Regions from separate parts of the Ovis aries genome. Here region 1 is linked to region 2. The links are chromatin contacts, called in public Hi-C maps. All regions are on one chromosome and are shown on one strand. The core of a region is the stretch at or near the end of the contact, and the rest is flanking DNA. Distances in the headings are between cores, read along the strand shown.

Region 1 (6,390 bases), core at 2,164-4,663, 260 kb after region 2:
GATATCTGGTTCCCTTGCCAAGCTACTAGAGAGATATGCAATGTCCAGAATGGCCTTATTTTCAAATATTTTGTCTCATTTATCCACGTGTACCCTATACTTGCAGACCACAATTTCAGATTTGGGGCTCAGAAAATATGAGCAACAAAGCCATGATCCAATCTAATTTCCTGCCTGCCTTATATTAAGCAAGGCATGCTCAAAACCAGCAAGATCGGGTAATTATGGCAGCACCTCCAATTTTCAGAAGTCTGAACCTGGCTCCATTAAAGTTCCAGAGAGGGGGAGTGTACCCAGGATGAGCAAGGACATGGCTGTGTGACCTTTGCCCCTTTCACTGGTCACTTTGCAGTCTGCTGTCAATCCTTAACAGGATGAGAGAAAGAGGGATCCTACCAGGCTCTGTGGATGGCATGAGGGCACCCAAGGGGCAGACTGCATCCCTGGACTGGAAGCAGTCAGAAGCAAGAGGCTGAAGAGAGCAAGTTTGCAATTAGAAAGCTGGAAGTAGAAAGCCCAGTTTACAACATGAACGAATGATCACTGTGAGGTTCGAGTGACCAGCAGGGCTGGGTTGAGTGGTTTCCTTATAAAGAAGGAGGATATTGAGGACTGGCCTGTAGCCAGAGAAAATGAGGAACTATTATCAAGGAAACCCCATTATTTTGGCTTTGAGTCATTTCTCAGGGCTCACACATGATTATATTATAAGAAAAATGTGGTGGTGGCGAAGGGGGTAGGGGTGGGGGCGGGGTAAGAACTCCTAAAGCATAAATGATCTTTAAACCAAAAACATTGTAGAAACACAAAGGTCCAAATGCATAGCTCACCTCATCTCCTCTTTTCAGGCCAAGAGTATCTACTCAAATATTCTCTCCCCCTGCCTCCCTCCACTCTCTTTACATTTGTACAGGTTCTTTCCTTTTGTCAGTATTCCAGAAGAAAAAACTATCCTCACAAGGAAATGCCTTAGGATCTTTTCAGCTGGAGCTGTTTTCTGATCCAAAGTCACCATCTTAAGCAGTTTCTTCTGTGGTGCTAGACCATTTGGTTCAGTTCATTTCAGTCGCTCAGTCGTTTCTGACTCTTTGCGACCCCATGAATTGCAGCGCGCCAGGCCTCTCTCTCCATCACCAACTCCCAGAGTTCACTCAGACTCACATCCATCGAGTCAGTGATGCCATCCAGCCATCTTATCCTCAGTCGTCCCCTTCTTCTCCTGTCCCCAACCCCTCCCAGCATCAAAGTCTTTTCCAATGAGTCAACTCTTCGCATGAGGTGGCCAAAGTACTGGAGTTTCAGCTTTAGCATCATTCCTTCCAAAGAAATCCCAGGGTTGATCTCCTTCAGAATGGACTGGTTGGATCTCCTTGCAGTCCAAGGGACTCTCAAGAGTCTTCTCCAACACCACAGTTCAAAAGCATCAATTCTTCTGCACTCAGCCTTCTTCACAGTCCAGCTCTCACATCCATACATGACTACTGCAGAAACCATAGCCTTGACTAGATGGACCTTAGTCGGCAAAGTAATATCTCTTAGCACTCAATAAATACTCATAGATAATAACAGTTACACTTCTGCCTCCAAATCAAGACACCTGTGCAGCTGGGATTTAAACAGGCCCCCCAGGGATGGGGGAGCCTGATGGGCTGCTGTCTATGGGGTCACATAGAGTCGGACATGACTGAAGCGACTTAGCAGTAGCAGCTTGGTTTTCTGAAATGCCACAACCCTGGCCTCTGCTTCTCTGGGCATGTTCCTAGGTGTTTCCAGATTTGTGCACAGAAGAGCTCAAAGCAGAAGTTGTGGGGAACGATCTGTGAGGTTAAAGGAGAGGTATGTAGCAACATCAAGTTCCTCTTCCTGTCACTTGTCTCCTCTTCTTCTAACTCTGTGTTTCCTCTGGGTTTGAGAAAGAGGAGAATTGTAAGTTTCAACACTTCTCAGTAGCCAGAGAAGATCTCTGTCTGCTGTTTTGCAGGATGGCCAATTTTAGAAAGGAAAGAAGGGCTGAGAAGATGAAGACTTGCCCCCAGGAAACCTGCCTACACAATAGGGATGGTGTGTTTATTTATTCAGCCTTTTCCTTCAGGCAGCCAGAGCAGCAGCCATTTCATTTTGCCCTCAGGAAGTGTATTTAGTAGTAGGCTTTCTTTCTTTTCCTGTTAGTTTCCTGCAAAAGGACATCAGTGTCTTCTTAGAGCAGCAGCTGATAGGAAAGGATGTTATTGCTCAAGGGAAGGCAGACAAGCCTATTTCCCGAGTCAGACCCAGATCATCCCCAGGGCCCAGAGAGTGCAGCCTGGGCTGTGGAAATAGAAGAACCTGATTTTCACACCCATTTCCCTCATACCATCCTCCTCCCTGTAATACTCTCTAGTGTAACAATAATTACATCTTCCACTTGTGTAGAATTTCACACTTTCCCAAGGTAAGCATCACAGAAGCAGAATCGGGGGCACTGTATTTGAGGGAAACTGGGATTTACTTTGGAGGGTTAATATTATGTAGAGGGGAGATTATACCAATCGTATAGGTTTACTCTAAGTAGGATGAGATGGCTGGATGGCATCACCAGCTTGACGGACATCACTTTGAGCAAGCTCCGGGAGATGGTGATGTACAGGGAAGCCTGGCGTGCTGCAGTCCATGGGGTCATGAAGAGTCGGGTGTGACTGAGCACACACACTGAGCGTACACGCGCCCTGAGTTAGGTTCCCTTTACTGGCTCCTACTCATTCTACAGATCTCGCTTTCGAAGTGATTTCTGAAGCAGGGCCTGCTGACCTCTCCTCTCCCAGGCACCACTGGGTTGGGCTCTTATATATATTGCACTTCCGTTTTGGATACACACATCCCATGAGTAAATTTGCGTGGAGCACATCCTCCTATAGCACTGTGATATCAGGAACCCATCCCTCCTGCTCACAGGTCCTAGCACGGGGCCAAAGTAGTTCACTAAATGTTCAGTGAATGAATGAGTCAGGAGTTGTCCCTAGGAGCTGCCTTCCTTCCCTACACTGTCATTTATTTTGGGGTGGTGCTATGGGAGTTGTAAAAAAGAAAAAGCATGTGCTAATTATCATGTAATGATCACTAGTCGTTAGTAGTAATTCGTAAGTAAAAGCACAGTGGTGGTATATGACTAAATAAAACATTCCACCAGTGTGTACAGGGCCTTCCCTGCATTATGAATCTGAAATCTCATTTCCTGTCTCCGTTGGACCCCCACAGAGAGACAGGGTCATTCCTTCAGTTGCCAACAGTGGGGAGAGGGAGAACTCAGTTTCCTCTGATTGAGCGAAACCATTCTGGTATGAAAATTAAATGAAAATGCTGGGCCAGTAGTAGCCTTCTGCTACTTCCCTCTCAGGTTCTGAGATGGATTTCCCCATCAAAGGTCTGCACTGAGTCATCCCTGCTCCAGATAAAAAAAAAATTAAAAACTCAGCTCCCTCAGGGTGAGTGATGGGAACATGGACACATCCTGCTAATCTTCCCATTGTGGGTCAAGGTTCATGGCCTTGGCCCCCTCCTTGGGAACAAAGAGGACAAGCTGAAAGGAAAGACAAGACTTTTCCTTCTCATTCCTTCCTACCTCAAAAGCTCTTGGTCTGTGACTTCCTCTTGTTCTGCAGAGGGGAAGTGAGGATAAAGACAGAGAGAGAAGAATACCACAGGACATAGCACCCTGGTGGGCCTGAGGTTGTCAGGCAGCTGTGAATTGGGATGAAGGATTATAAGACATGAAGAATCCCTAGAGATTCTTCAACAATTCTCACATTCCAAATAACCGAGGCACAGCCCAGTTGCCCGGACACAGGGAACCAGAAATGCAGTCAGCGGGTGGTGATGACAGCAAAGAAGCGAGCAGATCCAACACCCCAGCCCCTACGAAGAACTGTGCCCCGAGGGAGCACCACAGACAGCTGCAGCCTGGGTAGTGAAGACAGGGAGTGAGTGCTGAGCATGAGACCTTGGATCAGGAGGCCCACACTCCATCAGCTGATGGAAGGAGCCCACGCGAAAGATGAGTGTCAGAGATGTGGCTTAATCAGTTAACCATGGAAGGGGCACTTGTTTATGACATGCATTGAAATCTCTAGATGAAAAGAAATGGCAGGAAAAGCTATTATTATTTTGAGTGTCGATTCATAGAGGAGCCAGCTCCTCTTTGAGCTCCTGTATTGGACTCAGAGGCCACAGTATTTTCATCTTGAGTGGAGCAGTCCCTGGAGATCTGTTTTCTAAGAACTTCAATTGAGAGCAAGTTCATTGCTGAGGTCCAGAGGGAATCCAACCAAAAATCTCATCATTGAAGTGTTACAAATTTCCAGCCAAGCCCGAGTATGTTTTCTGGGCAAACAGATCCTGGCCAGACCTAACATGCCTGGAGGCATGCATAGGCTATGACGTGGTAACTCTTTGCCCTCCCTGTCACTCTCCTAAGTTTCTTTCTCCTCCTGTTCTTTTTTACAGGTACATAAGGCTACTTGGAAACTTTGACTTATCAAAGAATATTTATAGAGATTCCAAAATGAACACACCAACTGTGGTTCTCCACCTACCATTTAGCACCCCCACACACACTTTTTAAAGGAAGTGGTCAAACCAGACCCTTGTTCATTCTATTTGGCTGGTCTGTGACCCTGGTATTCTACTTCTCTATTCATTCCCTTGTATACTTTACTGTAAATACTCCTGCCCCCCACCTCCATTCCAAAGGGTTATGTTAGTCATTGAGTCCTTAAATGAAAGCATATTCTCCTTCCTGGCATCTCCAACGCTAACAAGCTGACTAGACTCATAACAGGACTTTAACCCATAACCCAAAACCTTCAACAAGTGCTTTCCTTGCCCTGAATGACCTAAGCAGCAACAATCCCAGGTCACAATCATCACAGAAACAGATATTATTTTTCTGCTATTGCACTATGTGGACAAAGGTTGTCTTACTCATGCAGAAAGATTACTTAATAAAGCTAGAGCTGCTTGTAAACCAAAAAAATCTCAAGAATGGGCATGTGACTGCTAGGCATGCTTTAGGGGGTAAGCTAAGTCCATAGTATCACAAGAAGCATGGGTAAGACCAACAGGAACTCTGCTCTCAAATCCCCAAATCCTAGGATTACAATGTAACTGACAAACTTTCAGTACTGTTAAGATGAGGACTGATAATAAGAAAAAGAATATTTCAAGGTGTAGGACGTAAGTGCATAGAACTCAATATCCAAGGAAGGAATGTAGTCAGAATGCAGAAACAACTAGAGCGAACTGATGAAGTGCAGAAGCATGCATGAGTGAACCAGGGGGTCCTGTGTCAATGCCCCAGATTCCCCTCCTAGTGCCAGGGACTCTACCTCATTGGACTGGAGTAGGTGTGCTTTATTTTTGCAAAGCTCCACCAAGTGCTTCTGATTCCTAACCAGGTTGAGAACCACTACTTGAAAGCTTTCATCCAAGGTTAGAGACTATTAAATGGATTAAAGGTCTGATCCAACCTGGTAATCCTTATGGTCCTAACTGTCAAACTGCTTGGTTAGTGAATGACAACTCTGAGGCAGATAACAGCTGGTGTCTTTGTGACACGGAGCAAGCTTCAGAGTAGCCGTTAGACTCGAGCCACAGATCAAATGTAGTTTTATAATAGTCCTCTAGTCCCTGGCTCATTTAGAACCTTTTCCAAGATTTTCAAGAATTTCCCACCTCAGGAATGAATTAACTGGAGACTTTTAGAACAAACTTTGGAAGGAAATATTCAAATCTGCTTACCGCTATACAATGCAAACTTCTTTAAATGTTTCCCTTGTGGTTTTTTATGCACAGTGCTTAGAATACTAGGCATTCATTCTTTCAGTAAATATCCATTTACTAAAACTTAAGACATATAATCTATGCCAATAGTTTGCTGCTAAGGATATAAGTAAGCTAATGTGTGTTTAGTAGCTCAGTTGTGTCCGACTCTTTGCGACCCCATGGACTGTAGCCAGCCAGGCTCCTCTGTCTGTAGGGATTCTCCAGACATGAATACTGGAGTGGGTTGCCATACCCTCTTCCAGGGGATCTTTCCAACCCAGGGATAGAACCCAGGTCTCTCACATTGCAGGCAGATTGTTTACCATCTGAGCCACCAGGGAAGCTGAGGATATAAATAAACTAACAAGACAGTAGTAAAACAAATGTGGTCTCTAGCTTCATTAGTAACTAAGAAGCTCTCAACTTTTTAAATTTTATTATAATGGCTGGGTACAGCGGAACACAGAGAAGGCAATGGCACCCCACTCCAGTACTCTTGCCTGGAAAATCCCATGGACAGAGGAGCCTGGTAGGCTGCAGTCCATGGGATTGCGAAGAATCAGACACGACTGGGCAACTTCACTTTCACTTTTC
Region 2 (7,024 bases), core at 242-2,741:
CCCAGGCACAGAATTTCTGGAGCAAATTGTCTACGTATTTTTGGCTGTCTTGGTATGCAGAATTTTGTTTTCAAATTGATAGTATCAATTTGTACTTAACACTAGTGGTGAATGAGGCTGTCTTACTCTACTTTCATCAGCATTGAATTTTTAAAAATAATGTGTGCAGGGAATTCCCTGGCAGTCCAATGGTTAGGATTCTACACTTGCACTGCAGGGGGCATGGGTTCAATCCCTGGTCAGGGAACTGGGATCTCACATGTTGTACAGTGTGGTTAAAAACACATACACATATATATATATAATCTATTCTAACCCGAATAGGCAAAGCAAAAATGTCTTAAATTGCTTTTAGTTGATTGATTATTAGTGAGATTGAATATCCTTTTACTATTCACCTTTTCACTGTTCACAGACTTCTAAAATTATACAGAGTTTAACCTTGTTTGTTGAGTGGGTGAAAATATTAACCTAAGTGATGACCATTTACAGTCTGACATCAGAATCTGGAGATTGAAGACAAAAGATGTGATGTGACAGGCAGTCATCTACAGTCAGGCACCCGAAGAGCAAATGATGTAAAGCCATTCCCCTCCCACTGCTTAAACGTGCTCATGTCTCGGTTACTTTTAATCTTTTTTTTTCACTATATGTAATTTTGTGTACATAAAAGTGTCTACCTGCCCGTTCCATTTCTCTGCTTTATTGCACTCTCTTTGTGACTTGTATCTGGATTGTGTGCTACTTTTGTTCTTCACATGTCAGTGGGAGTCCCCTAGGGATTTACATTCTTCTTTGGTGTTTGGAAACCTCTTTCTGCTTCTCCAGCAGGAACTTAGAGGGCTTCTCACCTTGCTAAAGCCCACTTAGGTTGTGTTGAGTGCAGATGGAGGAGGGCAGTACTGGAGGGAAAAGGTGGTAAACTTAGCCCTGGCTTCCTGGTGCTTCTGATTCCCAGCCTGTGTACTGGCAGCTGTATGCATTCGGTCCAGATTTTATAGGTATATTTGATAGGAGAGACAGGATGGAATGGTCTTTTTTTACCCTTACATAGAACCTATCTCAAGGTATTTTTGGTGGTTTTGTGCATCTTTTAGTTAGTGCTTCGTGTTAGACGGTCTGAAGGTTTATAGTTAGCTGGATTTCCATGTTCACCCATTCACCGGTGGTGTTTTGCTTTGCTTTTTAAAATGGTTATGTCTTGGCCACCCCAACCAATTCTATAGCAACAAGTTATTTACTTTGACTCTTAGTATAAAAATAAAAGGAGCTTTTGAGTCAGAAATTCAGAAACTTGCCAGGACCTGTTTGGAAATAAGCCCTGAGGATTTGTTGTATCATGAGTTGGTTGTGCAATGTCTTTGGTCTCAAACAAACCTTAAAAAGGAAGAACTGGAAAAGGCACTTTAATTATTTATTGTTTGATATAGATGAAACCATACAGCTTACTGAAGTCACATGATTTCTGGCCTAGATAGTTCAGTGTTTAGAGGAGATCTTTGCCATGCTTACTGAATCAGGGCTCATTTGTTTCAGAACCTGTAGCCCTGAAACAGGAAAGCTGAACTAGGGATTTTTGCAAGATGAGAAAGGCCTGTTTTACCACCTGATATTCTAGGAAAAGAGGAGGTGTTACTTAGTCATCAGAAGAGGCTTTGAATTCAGGTAATAGTTCAGAAAATCATAACATCCATGATTAACCTAGTAAGAAAACCAGTAAAGTCATTATTGCAGGCAGAGGGCTAATATTTTTGCAATATGAAGAGCACTTACAAATAATTAAGAAAATTATGGATATCCTAATAAGATATTTTAAAAACTCAAGAAGAAAAATTATGAAGGAAATCTAGATGGCCAGGAGAGGAAAAGAGGAGAGAGGGGTATATGTATGTTTTCTCACTAGCAAAAATATATATATTAAAATAGCAAATTAACATTTAGCTTATTGACTTGGTAAAAATTAGTCAGGACTTAATTTGCGGAGTCACTAAGTCAGTATATATCAGTAGTCAGTAATTGGAAAATGTCTATACACTTTAATTGTGTAATTTTGCTTTCATGAATTATCCTAGAGAATTAAAAATGCTGAAAAATGTTTGCATACTAGATATTAATCCTAGCATAAAATATAATTGGAAAAAGAAGGAAAACCCCACAGATACCATGCATAAGGCAAAAATTGTGAGCTCATGAATATAAGTAAACTATTATTGAGGCATTTAAAATCTGTATTTTCAGAAAATATTTGGTGGAATGAGAATCTGTCTGTAACAAAAATAAAGTTTTAAAAGACAGAATGTAAACTCTTATATTACATGATTCTAATTTTTTTTAAAGGTCTTTACATATGTAGACAAACATGTCTGAAAAGGAAAGGTTAATATCAACTTTGGTTCTCAGTGGTCAGTGGAAATTGTTTTTTTCTTTTAGTGTTTCTATATTTTCTATATGTCATAAGTATATATTACTTTGTATTCAGAAAAATCCTGTTTTTTTAAAATAGCATTTCATGTTCCCTTGCCCCTCCCCACATAAAACAAGAGAAAAAAAGAAAGTTGAGGATTCCTAGTATGCAATATTTACTCTCGCCCTTAATTTGGAGTTTAATATGGAATATCCATGTACATCTCCCACTCTTTAAAGTTTTTTGTTTTGTGTTATTTTTACATGGGGCTTCCCCTGTGGCTCAGCTGTAAAGAATCTGCCTGCAATGTAGGAGACCTGGGTTCGATCCCTGGGTCGGGAAGATCCCCTGGAGAAGGAAATGGCAACCCACTCCAGTATTCTTGCCTGGATAATTCCCTGGGCAGAGGAGCCTGGCAGGCCTACAGTCCATGAAACTTGGATTATTTCTAAAGCTGGCTTGTGAGTACAGTGGGCTAGGATGCATATGGAAAGATTCCTTTTTGCTTAAGCAACTTTGCACATGAAATAAAGGACTCCCTTCAGAATATTTTGCTAAAGTTGAAGTACTTAGAGGGAAATGTACGGGTGTCTTCAGTTTACTTTGATACATATTAAAATGGACTCGTTGAATGGAGAGATGGATAGCAATGTTACAAAGCAAGTACAGCAAATGTGAATGGTAGAATTTAGGTGGTATATGGGCAGTGGTTCACTGTGTGTTTGAAAATTTTTATAATAAAATGTTAGGGGAAGTTTTTGTGGAAGAACACCAGAAATTAAATTTATTGTATTTGGATAGTAAATTTAGAATATTTAACTGTTGAAGGAATACCAACTTTCATGATGGAAAACCACTCTTTTGACCTTTTCCCAAGTTGTAACATTTTATAAAGTTGTTTTAAAGAAAGGCAGAGAGACCTTTTAAGAAATCTTTTCTTTCAAAGGATTTAATAATCATGTCACCTTAAATGATCAAACAGAGCCAAAAGAGAAAATGAAGGTAGATTCTAACGTTAACTTTAGTAACAACTAGATTTTGATAACTTAGAGCTGTATAATGGGAACAACCAGATCTGGGAGGTAGGGGTGGAAGATTTTTTTCTTTTAAATGGAGACAAAACAATATTCTTGATTTGAAGCTTTTCTTTTTCTTTTTATTATTTTATTTTATTTATTTATGGCTATGCTGGGTCTTCACTGCTGTGTAAACTTTTCTCTAGTTATGGAGAGCAGAGTCTATTCTTTAATTGCAGTGCACAGGTTACTCACCTAACTGCTCAAGCTTCTCCTTGTGGTGGCTTCTCTTGTCTTGAAGCACAAGCCCAGGCTTCAGGAATTGTGGCACATGGGCTCAGTAGTTGCGGCTCCCGGGCTCCAGAGCACAGTTTCAGTTAGTTGTATCACAGGACCTTAGTTGTTCCAAGGCATGTAGGATCTTCCCAGACCAGGGATCAAACCTGTGTCTCCTGCATTGACAGGCCGATTCTTTACCACCAAGCCGCCAGGGAAGCCCTGGAGCTTTCTTTTTTATTTCTTTAAGGTTGAATTTGATGTTTCTGGTTAAGAGATACGTTTGGAAAAGTTGGTGGTTAAGTAGCTTCTTCTGTCATAACAGTAAAATTCATTGAAAGAATAAAGTTTATTATGGGTGTATCTACCTTAAAATAATTTTACTTTTGGTTAAAAATTACTTGACAGTTTATCATATTTCTCCATTCTGTTTTTTAAAACTGCAGACTCCTTGGGTTATATACTATTTCCCCAAATATACTCATCACATAAAATTACCATAAATTTTTTTAATCTTGTATAATAGATTAATCAAGCTCTAGGGACTTTTCCTGGTGGTCCAGTGGTTAAGGCTTCATGCTTCCACTGCAGGGGGCATGGTTTCTATCCCAGGTTGGGGAACTAAGATCCTGCATGCTGTATGTTCAGTTCTGTTCAGTTCAGTCGCTCAGTTGTGTCCGACTCTTTGCGACCCCACCGACTGCAGCACACTAGGCCTCCCTGTCCATCACCAACTCCCGGAGTTTACTCAAACTCATGGCCATTGAGTCAGTGATGCCATCCAACCATCTCATCCTCTGTCATCCCTTTCTCCTCCTGCCTTCAATCTTTCCCAGCATCAGGGTCTTTTCAAATGAGTCAGTTCTTCACATCAGGTGGCCAAAGTATGCTATATGGTTAGGCCCAAAAAAATAATTGATTAAAAATCAAGTTCTGATTCTGTCTCTCATTTTTCACATGAGTTATAGGGACTAATATTTATATAGTGCTGTATGAATTCTGTGTTATAATGATGGACTGACATATAAGCATTATTAATGAACCAAGTAAAATAAACATAGCATACTAATACTTACTGAAATCTCAGATACTGAGTATTTTTTCTTCAAATGGTTATATAATTTAGAAGGCCTATTTTCTCTGTACAGTTAATGTATGTGTACACTGGTCACTTAACTGAACTTCTGATTTTCAGTTTTGTGACTTTGATTTATCAGTTATTTTATCAATTTATTATCAGTTATTTTATTTTATTTATTAATTTTTTATTGTAGGAATACATCAGAACTCCTCTATTGAAAATATTGCTCCTTTAAAGTATAAATGTTAACTGTTGACTCTATTGATACCTTTTCTAATTGAAGTCTAGTTAATTTATATAATACATTTTTGTTGCTTATCTATTTTAGACATAGTGGTTTGTATCTCTTAATCACATACCCCTAACTTATTTTTTTAAATTTTTATTAAGAGTATAGTTGATTTACAGTGTTGTGTTAGTTTCAGGTGTACAGGAAGATGAATCACTTGTGTATATATGTATATGCATGTATGTATATGTCTACTCGCTTTTTCTAGGATTCTTTTCCCATATAGGCCGTTACAGAGTGTTGAGTAGAGTTCCCTGTGCTATACAGCAGGTTCTTATTAGTTGTCTATTCTATGTATAGTAGTGTGTGTATGTCAATTCCAATCTCACAATTTATCCCACCCTCCCTTTATCCTTTGGTAATGCTAAGTTTGTTTTCTACATCTGTGACTCTGTTTTGTAAATAAGTTTATTTGTACCCCCCTTGTTTTAGATTCCACATATAAGCAATATCATATGATATTTGTCTTTCTGTGTCTGACTTACTTCACTCAGTATAACAATCTCTAGGTCCATTCATGTTGCTACGATGACATCATTTGGTTCTTTTTACGGCTGAGTAGTATTGCAGTGTATATATGTACCATGTCTTCTTTATCCATTCCTCTGTTGATGGACATTTAGGATGCTTCTGTGTCTTACCATTGTAGACGGTCCTTTAGTGAACATTGGCATGTTCCTAGTTTGTGCCCCCCACTTCTCATTCACCTTTGGTAATCACTGTTTTTTTTTCCTTTATCTGTGTATCTGTTTCTGTTTTGCATGTACATTCATTTGTATTATTTTTTAGATTCCACTTATAAATGGTATCATAGAGTATTTGTCTTTCTCTGACTTATCTCATTAAGCTTAATATTCTCTAGGTCCATCCATGTTGCTGTAAGTGGATGAGTAGTATCCGTGTGTGTGTGTGTGTGTGTGTATGTGTGTGTGTGTGTGTACACTACATCTTCTTTATCCATTTGTCTGCTGATGGGCAGTTGGGTTGCTTGCATATGTTGCCTGTTGTAAATAGTGATGCTGTGAACATAGGCATTCATGTATCTTTTCAAATTAGTGATTTTTTTTTCTGAATATATATCCAAGAGTGGAATTGCTGGATCATATGGTAATTTTAGTTTTTTGAGGAACCTTCATTTTGTTTTTCACAGTGGCTGTACCAATTTTCATTGTCTCTAACAGTGTACAAAAGTTCCCTTTTTTCTACATCCTCCCCAACACTTGTTATTTGTGGTCATTTTGATGATAGCCATTTTGACAAGTATGAGGTGATACCTCATTGTTGTTTTGATTTGCATTTCTCTAATAATTAGTGGTATTGAGTATCTTTTCGTGTGCCTGTTGGCCATTTGTCTGTATTTGTTGAGAAAATTTGTTCTCCTATTTTTTTGATTGGGCTGTTTGTTTTCTCCTTTTTTCGTATTGAGTTCTGTGATTTGTTCATATATTTTGGATATTAACCCCTTGTCAGTCATATCATTTGCAAATATTTTTTCCCATTCTGTAGGTTGTCTTTGGTAATTTATTTTGAATTTATCTTTTCTTTTAAAATTTTACCTATTTCTAAAGGAATGAAGGTCTCTGTGTATGAAATTTCTATTTTATGAGTAGTTCAGCACCAACTGTTATAGGTATTTACTGTTCCTAAAGCTGCTTCTGTTTTGGTATTTGAAAATCATAACATATACAGAAATAACATACTATTTTTTAAATAAGAAATTTGGATTTTTTTTTTTTAGATTGTGGGATCTGTTAATTATATTGAAATTCTTTTCTAGGTCATCCATGCCTGGCTTATTCTTTCATCCCTGTTGTTGCTGTTCTTTTTCTCATTCATTTACTTGGGGTAAGTGATGAAATATTTGGTCTATTTTCAGAAATTAACTCTATAACTGTCACTTAAAGAAATGGTCTTTGTTGATGAGTTATTCTTAAATTATTGTTTCCATGTATAGATCA

The links. A called contact is a pair of places that touch in the nucleus more often than the background predicts.
Region 1: a contact with region 2 is called in a Hi-C map of tail adipose tissue, with 6 times the contacts expected there. The contact joins two enhancer-like sites. A contact is called at or near these places in 3 of 16 Hi-C or Micro-C datasets (mixed tissues, skin fibroblasts and tail adipose tissue).

What each region holds. Positions count from the first base shown.
Region 1 is chr7:82,996,903-83,003,292 of ARS-UI_Ramb_v3.0, forward strand. No RefSeq gene overlaps it. Among named protein-coding and RNA genes, the nearest start is that of NUMB, 9.4 kb to the left of the region's middle. Within about 2 kb of position 3,414, at least 10 of the 54 cell types and tissues checked have an H3K27ac peak or open chromatin away from gene starts, as enhancers often do.
Region 2 is chr7:82,734,035-82,741,058 of ARS-UI_Ramb_v3.0, forward strand. PSEN1 (presenilin 1) reads left to right here. Exons shown (of 11, transcript XM_042252728.2): 5 at 6,844-6,911. Among named protein-coding and RNA genes, the nearest start is that of TRNAA-UGC, 7.6 kb to the right of the region's middle. Within about 2 kb of position 1,492, at least 7 of the 54 cell types and tissues checked have an H3K27ac peak or open chromatin away from gene starts, as enhancers often do.